Linked DNA regions of Mus musculus: region 2 is linked to region 1. The links are chromatin contacts, called in public HiChIP or PLAC-seq maps. All regions are on one chromosome and are shown on one strand. The core of a region is the stretch at or near the end of the contact, and the rest is flanking DNA. Distances in the headings are between cores, read along the strand shown. Region 1 holds the start of Fxyd3 (FXYD domain-containing ion transport regulator 3). Region 2 holds the start of 4930479H17Rik (a long non-coding RNA gene).

Region 1 (4,972 bases), core at 841-3,340:
TGGAGGCCTGTAATAAAAGTCCTGCTGCCTGTGAACCTCCCCTGCTTGCCCTGCTCAACTGTCCTGAGCTCGTAAGCACGTGTACACACACATACACACACACACACACACACACACACACACACACACAAACACTCATCCCGGCTCCCCACCTGCTGGACACTGTCCAGTGACTTTACAGTGACTCCTCTCTTTAATCCCCAGCAGCCCCAATGTCACCCTTCAGAACTAACCTTTTTTCATTCACACCAAAGCACATACTTGGGAATGGAGCCACCAGTCACCGATGGTGCAGGGGAGTCCCACATGCTCACACAGACGTTGCCATTTCTCTGGGACCAATCCCAGAGGCCGAGAAATCCTTCAGCTTCTTTAGTAATCTAAATCAATGCTACAGGTTTGCCATTCAAGTAACTAGGGAAGCCGAGGCAGGAGAAATTCTACTTCCAAGCCAGCCTGGGATACGACTAAGTGCAAGGACAGACTGAACAATTTAGTGAGATATTGTCACAAAATAAAAAGTTTTTTTTTTTTTTTAAAAAAAAGGATATAAGATACAGCTCAGTGGTAGAGCCCCTGCCTAGAATCCCCCAGTGAAGGGCTGGAGGTGTGGCTCAGTGGTAGAGTACCTGCTTAGAATCCCCCTATGAGAGGCTGGGGGCGTGGCTCAGTGGTAGAGCCCCTGCCTAGAATCCCCCTGTGAGAGGCTGGGGGCGTGGCTCAGTGGTAGAGCCACTGCTTAGAATCCCTCAGAGAGGGGCTAGCAATGGAGGCTTGCTTAGCCTGCTCTTCAGGCCCTGGACTTAATTAACACTTATCACTCACACACACACACACACACACACACACACACACACACACACACATACCATGCACACACATACCCTGGACCCATTTGTTTAGATTAGACATATATTTCTTGTAGTTGATTTGGGGACTATTTCTCAGATGTCTAGGGCCCCAGCAAGCTTTGGGGAGCTCCAGTAGTGGTTAGGGGTCTCAGCTATGGATGCTTGTGGTCTAAGGCTGCCCCCTGATACTCTGTCACACATGCATGGGTTGCAGCTGAGTGCCCAGCCTATGCGGCCATTTTTCTCAGTTCCAGCCTGACTCCCTCATACTGTCTTTTCAGCTTGATGAAGCTGACACTGTTCTTATCCCACACAGCCATCACATGGGAATTCATCCTAACGCTGTGTGCTCTATCAATATGGCTGCTGAATCTCACCTCTTACACTTCTCTCTCCAGACTCTTCCAAGACCCCAAAGGACCACAATCTCTGAGTGAACCAGAGTGGGAGCCAGCACAGAGAGAACCAGCCTTGCTGGGACACTAAGCACCCCTCATCTGCTTCCTGCCTGTGCTAGTCAGAGGGCAGCTTCCGTGTTTTCCCCTACTCCAGGACGGTGGATGGTCATATCTGCAGGGTAGGATGCATACACCCTTGTCATCTGAGTCCCCATCTCCTAACCAAGTCCCGCTTTACAGCTTCCCTGGATCAGACTTCTCTCTCCTGGTGTTCATCTATCTTCCTTGTGCCCTAATAATACCTGGCCGCTCAGACACACACCTCCATCTGCTTCCTCCCCCCAGGGCACTTAAATTACTCTTCATCTACTTAGTTACCCCTAGACACCCCTCTACTCTCATCCACTGAGAAACCCTCAATCACGATATTACGATGTAGTCACTTCCTGTACACCCTGACACCTCAGATACCTCAGGTAAACCCAGACTTCTCATCTTCTCAGACCTCCCCCAGGCTTCCCCAATCCGTCTATGAATATCAGGTGAGTCCCCCCAGTTGTATAATCCAGTCCCACAGAGGTGAGCCATCTGGGACAATCAGCTGACAGAGGCGGGTAGTCTCCTGTCCCCATAAAAGAATCTTTAAGCAGGAAAGTTTTAGGGGTCTTTAACCCCAGTTTCTATGTAATAGGTGCAGTTAGAGGAGAGTTAGAGAGAGTGGGGGAGCAGAGGCTCAGGGAGGAAGGGGCCCCCAAGGCCACTCACCTGAGTAGCTCAACAGGCTGAGAGGTGGTTCCGGGAGAAAGCAGAGTATGGACTTGCCAAGCCGGGACAGCCTTTATCCACACTGCCACGCCCTGAGCAAACCTGGGCAGGCAGGCACAAGTCAGGTCTCCCTGAGGCGAGGGACGCCCCCACTCCATTCCTCCCTTAAAGAGACAGTTCTACTCATTCTTTAACTATAGTAGCCTCAGGTAAAGTGGAAGGGGACCAGGGTGGGCTGAGGATTGGAGGGAAGAGGGTGTGTCTGATCTCCCAAACATCAAAGGAGACTGGGAACGGGGAAGATTCTGGGGTCCTTAATGACAGACGCCCATCATCCTGGAACGATGTGGGAGAACGTGGAACATACATGTAATCTGTTTCTGATTTAGGTTGTAGTGGGGGTGGGGCTTTTTCTTTATTTGTTTGAGACAAGCTCTCACTATGTAGCTCTGGCTGGCCTGGGAACTCACACTACAGACCAGGCTGGACTTGATCTTGTTGAGAGTCACCCATCTCTGTCTCGCAGGCTGGGATTTAAGGCATGCACCACCAGTTGTTGTTTTGTTTGGGGATGCACCCACTGGCATTTGTAGGGAACTAAAGCCCACTCTCCATTCTGCATTCTTTGTTGGCAGGGGTTAATAAAAGACACTGACAAGGCCAAAGTTGTAATAGGAAGAAGGCACTCAAGTGGTGGGTAGAAGTTGGGGAAGGTCTGGTTCTTGGGGTTCATAGACCAGGCCCCAGAAGACTGAAAACCGAACTGACTTTCAACGTTTCTCTCAGAGATGAGGAGATGTCGGGTGGACGTTCAATCTACGGAGTGGGTGTGGGCATGGATGTGGATGTCAAAGTTGTCTTCCTCTACTGCAGATGAGTTCCCTGTACTCTACAAGCCCCCACCCTTCCCTGCCCCCTGTCCAAATGGCACTCCTTCCGCCTGGGGTCTGTAAGGCTCCCACATGGTCCCTGCTGGAGGTGCCCCCTCCCCCAAAATTCTTCCTCCTTACACAGAAGAACTTTTGTCCGGGGTCTGGATGGAGAACAAGGCACCATTGAGTGGCTGGCAGAGGATTGGGGTCACCGGGAGGGGCAGGGCCAGGAAAGGGGTGGCTTCTATTCGGCCACCAGCTGGACTCCAGACGACCCCCAACACTATGGTGAAGGCGGTAGGGTGGAGACCCAGAGGCACCAGGCTTGGGAGAGGTTGCTGTTGTGGGTGTGGAGAGGAAAGTTTAAGGGAACTTAGGGCCAAGGGTCTGTGGGGCAAGGAAAAGGACTCCCCACTTCTCGCCAAGGCCTCCCTCCCTGATGTAGCTCACTTAACTATGATAGTCTGTGTTCCCTGTTGGTAGCTCCTGATCTTCAGGCCCTAGCCAGGACAAGGCATCCTGCCTCCCATAAAGGAGCGGAGCCCTCCCTCAGGGCAGTACCAAAGCAAGAAGCACAGCTAGAGATACAAACAGAGGAAGGACAGGCCTGGCAGTGGTCTGGCCTGGGATGGAGGGAAGAGACTTCCAGGTCCCCTTAGGGCATCTTTGTACCTAGCCACATCTTCCAGAAGCTCGACTGCCTCTGGGGAAAACATCTAAAACCCTTGGTGGTCCTAAGAGTAGGAGAGTGTCTCCCTCTGCTGGACATCATAGAACTACATGCATCAGAGAGCAGGAGCTAGGTGGGGTGGGAGTGGGAAAGCTTGGGTTTCTGTCCTTCATCCCTCCTGGGTGTGCACCCAGATGCTAGAGGGACCAGGTGAGAATCGCGAGCAGATTGTGAGGCAGGATGAGTGTGAGAATGACTATCTTGTCTAAGATAAGTGGCACCCTGTGGTTAGATGTAAGCAGTCTTCAGTCTCCTTGATAAGGGACCAAAGTGAGGTGTGTGAGGTGTATGTGTGGAGGGGGGTGATACCACTGTGGCAGAGAGACAGTGTCTGTGTGTGGTGTGGTGTGGAGTGGAGTGTGTGTGTGTGTGTGTGTGTGTGTGTGTGTGTGTGTGTGTATGTACTTGTATAGGGATAAAATATCCCCAGAGAGTCACACCCATATGGAAGAAGACAGAGGAGAGATCGGTAATCCCACTTGTACTTTGACATTTTACCTACTGAGAAATGTGCTGTTTCTTAAAAAGCTTACGTGAGGGGGCTGGAGAGAGGGCTCCACAGTTAGGAGTGCAAGCTGCTCTTGAAGAGGACGTGAGTTGTGTTCCAGGAACCCTCAGCGCCACAACTGCTTGTAACTCCAGCTCCCAGAGATCCGATGCCTCTGGCCTCTGAGTGCACCTGCACACACATACAGCATACCCTCTCAAAGACACACAATTTAAAATAAATTTTAAGTATGTTTTAAAAGTTTGGTTGAAACTGTTGAGGTGGTAGGGCAGTCTGGTACATACCTGTAACCCTAATATTTGGAAGGCTGAAGCCAAAAGAGTTTGAGTATGAGTCCAGCCTGGGCTACAAAGCAAGTCATAGGTTAGCCCAGGATATGTTGCAAGATCCTATCTCAATTGTTTAAAATATTAGATAAAATAAAATAGTAAACTAAAATGAGCGTACAGTCATTGTTCAGTGTCTACACATATTGCCAGGATGCCTTGAATGCTTGGCTATTCAAGTCCTTTATTTGCAATGCTATAGTGTTTGCCCAGAACCTAGCCATGTCTGCTATGGATTTAAAATCACCTACACAGTACTTGTAACACTCAGTACAGTGGAAATGTTAGGTAGAGTTGTTACTCTGTATTCAACAATACAGAGTTGTCCTGGCAGTTGTGTCTGCCCAAGACTCTTGTCTGCACAAGACAAGAGCCGCCCTACACATTTGTAGCAGATACCATGTTGCAAGGTCAGAAGGTCAGACATCCTCCAGAGAACACATTTTTCCCCCAGAGTACTTGTTACAGTTGATGGATTCCTCCCACACAGAACAGACAGGTGTAGAGGGGTGATTATATGTA
Region 2 (4,984 bases), core at 1,755-4,254, 720 kb before region 1:
AACAGTGCTCTGGGGCAGCATCGGGGCACCCCAGGTCACCTGTTGCCCTGCCTGTTCTCCCACTGGAAGCTCCAACCACAGCTCCCTCAAGCTCGTCCTTCAAGCACGCCCTATCTTTCTGTCTCTGTCAAGCACGCCCTATTTTTCTATCTCTGTCTCTCTTGACATTTTCTCTGTATAACAGCTCTGACTGTCCTGGAACTTTTAGAGCAGGCTGGCCTTGAACTTGGAGATCCACCTACCTCTGCCTCCCAAGTGCTGGGGCCAAAGGTCCCCATCACCACCACCTGTGGGTCTTTGGGGGAAAACCTAGCTCTCTTCCATCCTTCACCATCTTCTTCAGGTAGGATTGGCTGCATAATCTGAAGGGCGGGGTGCCAAAAAGGGACGTGGTGCTGAGCTTGTTCAAAGTGTATTAGGGATTTCAAGGTGTTTAAGGTGAGAGCTGGGTGTGGCTAGTTTGTGCTTGTAATCCCAGCACCTGGGGCAAGTGGGGCAGGAAGACTGAGTTCAAGGTCATCCTGGACTATGCAGACAAGACCCTGTCTTTTTAAAAAGGACAGTAGCAGCGGGACATTAAGCCATTGTAAGCACAGGACACATTAAAAAGTCCCATCTTCAGCACATCTTGGTGCTCCCATCAGTCTCAGTTAGGAGTCCCCGTAGGCTCCCAAGTCCCCCAGGACCGGTGGCATGCGGTAGTGCCTATAATCCTGGCACTTGAAAGGTAGAGGCAAAGAGATTTGGAGCTCAAGGTCACTCTGGCTTCCATGAGACCCTGTTCAAAGCACCAGAGAACAAAAAACGGCTGCCATCCTTCCTGCCTATTCTTTCTCAGTCTATCCTGGCCACCATTTGTATCTGCTTGTTCTCTAAGAACTGGGACCCCAAGAGGGCAGAGACCTGGGCTGTTTGTCATCCCATGTCCCCAACACTCTAACCTCACTAAGGCCAGGACAGTGCCAAGCACCGACACCCCTCCAGGCATGCGGGGTCCAGACTTTGCTGATGATCCTCAGCATGGATCACTGGGTCGCACTATCCAGGGGAGACCCGCTGTCTTTGAGGAGTCCCCACACTCCACCTCATCAGGTTCTCCCACCTAGGAGCCCATGGGAAGGGCCGCAGAAGCTTGGCCTCAAGGAAGGCCTGCCAGAGGATCATGGGAATCTCCTGATGTTATGGGCTCACACCAGCTCCAGTCACCCCAAGAGCTGTGGCTAGGCAGTATGGTTCGAGGACAGTACAGAACCCAGACAGCAGTCACCAGGAGACAGTGCCTCAGCAGCCTAGGTTTGGTGGCCAGATTGCTTTGACTAGAGAGGCGATGGGCAGTAGACATCATATCCTGACCTCAGGGAGCGGGTGGCTTCGGCTGGGCAAGGCTATTTAACTTGAAATCCTAGATGCCGGCGGTGTTTGTTTGTGCACAGGGGTGCGGGGCAGTCTGGGTGTCTTGTGAAGTTCCAGGGGACTTTGCTATCACCACTATCATTCTCCATTCACATGCCTCCACACCTGTCGTAGGCTGGTACTGGGTGTGCATCTCCATTCTAGCCCCGTGTACTGGGCCTGGATCCACCTCAACAGCCTCAGCCTCTTTTGGCCTCTATCTGCTGGCTGCCTTGTACTTGGCTTGCCAAAGGTCACTTCTTCCTACAGACAAATCAGCTCTATGGGATGGATCCTGGGATTGGAGACCCGGGCCTCCCCCTCTTCCCCTACTTTCTACAACCTTCCTTCCCTCTCTTCTGGACCAGCTGCTAGTAGTTCACACTGTCCTCTTCGGGGTAGGAAAGGAGGAGCCTGCTGCTGTCATTGATGTCAGCTCAGGTCTAGCCTGGTCTAAGACAGCCTTCTGCCAGAACTGTTGCAGTGTCTTCCTCCTCAGTTTCCCCGTGCTTCCCCTTGGCCCTCCACACACACAAAATCTGCCATGGGAGCTTCCTTGAGATCCGGGAAGATCCTCATAGCCCGGGATCCTCCAGTGGCCAGGAGTGACGGTGCACGCCTGTGATCCTTGGGCTCAGGAGGCCCAGGCAGAAGGGTCATGAGTGAGGTCAGGAAACCTGAGCTAGACAATGAATCCAAACTGGGGCTAATGTTGTGAGAACCCCAACTCAAAGAAAACAAGACAGAAGGAACCTTCAGTGGTTTCTCATGTCAGTTAGAATGGAATCCTCCCTCCTCTGGTGAATTTACAGGGCTTTTACATCGCCCGCTTCCTGCCTGATATTATGACAATTCCCTTCCCTCACTCCATCTCACCTCTGGCTTCCCTCCCTCTCCCTTTTTCTCACAATGCATACCTTATCATATGCCGTTCCATGTCCACTGAACACTGTTCCCACTGCTTGCTAATTACCTCCAGCCTCGGCTTGGGACTTAACTCCTCAGCTGGAGTCAAATCCACCTCTGCTGCCTACACATCCCTATTTAACATTTGTGCGTGTCACAAATGCTGCCAGGGCAGGGCAGGGCAGGGCAGGGCAGGGCAGGGCAGGGCAGGGCAGGGCAGGGCAGGGCAGGGCAGGGCAGGGCAGGGCAGGACTTGTACCCGAATCTGCCCCATGACCTAGCACACAGTTCAAATTTTAACAACAGGTTTATGAACGGTGCACTCTGGCTCCCCCTTAAGGTGGGAGTGGGTATTTCCTAGGTGGCACTGAGCCAGCCTTCCCACTTGCTAACTCCCATGGCCCAAGGCTTATGCTGTGATTTGTTGATAGCCTCACATGATCTTAGCTACTCGAGAGTAACAAAATGACAAAGGACCTCGGGATGCTGCAGGACTGGGGAGCTGAGTGCCTCATCTCCATGGTTAATGGTGGGCATTTTGAAGGTCTCAAGTTCCACCATGAAAAATAGGTTCTGTCATCTCACCAGAACATTCTTTGTACCAAACCGAGAGAATTCCAGTTTACTCTTAGCCTGTCTTCACCCTGATCCTAACATCATCTTACCTCAGGTGACTGACAGGCCCTTCCCCGTCCCCCCCCCCTGCTCCGCCCCCCCCCTGCTGCCATCAGAGAAGCTACTTGCATGGGGGGGGTGCTATTCTTGCTGTTGACCCCATTCCTGCACCTCTAATGAGGCCTGGCCTTTTCCATGCCCAGTGTCTGATCCTATAAACTTCCAGGACACTTGTGTGAGGGGGCCCCGGGCAGTGACACAGTGGGGACCAGCTCAGGAAAGACATGAGGCCAAGTGCTCTGACTCACGCTGAACCAGGGCTCAGTCCCTGTCCACACTCATATCTGCTAGATTGGTTCAATGTGGCACTGACTCTCCACCCCCCAACCCCCCACTGTAACCTTTCCCCTAGCAAACACACCAGTCTCTTGGGACATTTTTCACCTTCACCTCCATGTGCAGCTGCCAAAAGCTTTCCGTTTCTACCTTAAAGACTGAAACCCCAGTAGATGGTTCAATCTTGCGACTGCTCCCAGATTCTTTTGGGTTTTTTTTGGGGGGGGGATGGGTCTCATGCTGAAGTGTCAGCTTTTGAACTACTGGTCTCCTGCCTCTGTCTCCTGAGGTGTGAGGATGATAGGGGTGGGATACTCTGTCTGCTAAGCCCTGCTTTCTATCCTTGGCTCCAACGTCTCCATCTCCCCTCCCCACTCGCCCTCCCCTGGTCCCTCATCTGCAGAGTCCCACCCTGACCACAGAGCATCTCTGCTGTGCCCCTGCTCCCTCGTCCTCAGCCAGGGCAGCCTGGAGGACTTTCCCCTGGCCAGAGCCCAGAGCATCACTCTAGATAAGCCCCTCCCTCATGGTCTCTGAGCACTGTGATCCATCTGCTCACTTTCCTGAATGGCTGTGTCATCCACTCTTCTCTTCCAATGTTTCCCTGGTTGAAGTTGGTCCTGACCCACCCTCACCCCTACATTGGCTTCCCACGGATTCCTTGCCTCTGGTTCACCTCCCTCAAGAAGCACTAGAAACCCACCCACAACCTCCCCCACTCGGCCCCCAGGCATGAAATCCTCCGTGGCTAGCCATCATGAGCACCTCACTCAGATGCTGGCCCCTCCCACCTCACCAGTACCGCAGCAACCCAATGCCTGGTAATACCCAGCCTTTGTTCATGTTATGCCCTCCACCTGGAGCCTTCCCTTCTGCTCTTTGCCCAATGCTCTCCTTCAGATATGCTACTTAGATTACATCCCTCCTCTTCCAGGAAGCCTTCCCTGAACTATACTTCAGGTTCCTCTTCGGTGGTGGGGGGGGCACACAACCCCCTGGGCATCCCTCAACTCTGTATTCTGGAGTATGGCTATCTCAAGACATGTTTCCCACTGGACTGAGGGCAAGGCAGCTTGGGTCAGAGTCCCCAGCACAAGCCACAGCACAGCTCGGTCCCTAGAACGTCCAGTGCTTATATGGATGACTATAGATGACTATCCTCAACTCCTCTGCAGAGACCCCAAGCTGAATGACAGGAAGTGCCTTCCTCAGGGGATGTTCCTCAACCCCCGCCCCCATACCCTCCGCAGCACCCCTCAGTCCCCACAGACAGACAAGGGCAAAGGAACAGCCCGAGCTTAGAAAAATAGGACTTTCTTGTTGTGCCCCGGTGCCCCCGACACCCTCCCCATCAGAGTTTTAAAAACCGTGAGCAATTTGGTGAGTCTGAGGCCAGGTCCCGAGGGGTGTCCCTGGGACCAGAGGAACCATAGAGGTGGGCCCTTGGCTAGGGTCCTGCAGGTTCGTGACTGGGCCCCCAGGGCTCACAGTCCAATTGGACCACAGTATGGGCCCTGGGTGCAGCAGGCTCAGGGGCAGGCGCACTGGGCACGGGCCCGAGCGCTCCGTTGGTCTGGGAGCAAACGCTGCTGACAGGTGCCGTAGCCTTGGCCTTGCCGGGCGGCTGGCCTCCGTGCACCTTGTAACGTAGAAGCAGCACGAAGATGAAGACCAGAACAGAAGCGACGATGACACCTCCCAGCGCTATGATCATGGTGCCGCCCAGGAAGGGTGC

What was found. HiChIP or PLAC-seq counts read pairs in DNA pulled down with a chosen protein or histone mark.
Region 2: a contact with region 1 is called in a FOXA1 HiChIP or PLAC-seq map of pancreatic cancer cells. The contact joins the promoter of 4930479H17Rik here to the promoter of Fxyd3 in region 1. A contact is called at or near these places in 6 of 39 promoter capture datasets (cranial neural crest, frontonasal cranial neural crest, hematopoietic stem and progenitor cells and 3 more) and 1 of 115 datasets of contacts at active chromatin or transcription factors (pancreatic cancer cells).

What each region holds. Positions count from the first base shown.
Region 1 is chr7:31,074,607-31,079,578 of GRCm38.p6, forward strand. Fxyd3 (FXYD domain-containing ion transport regulator 3) reads right to left here and starts at 2,091. Exons shown (of 8, transcript NM_008557.2): 1 at 2,015-2,091.
Region 2 is chr7:30,350,942-30,355,925 of GRCm38.p6, forward strand. 4930479H17Rik (a long non-coding RNA gene) reads right to left here and starts at 3,005. Exons shown (of 3, transcript XR_881936.2): 1 at 2,310-3,005. It overlaps Lrfn3 (leucine rich repeat and fibronectin type III domain containing 3), which reads right to left. Exons shown (of 3, transcript NM_175478.2): 3 at 4,573-4,984. The coding sequence ends at 4,697.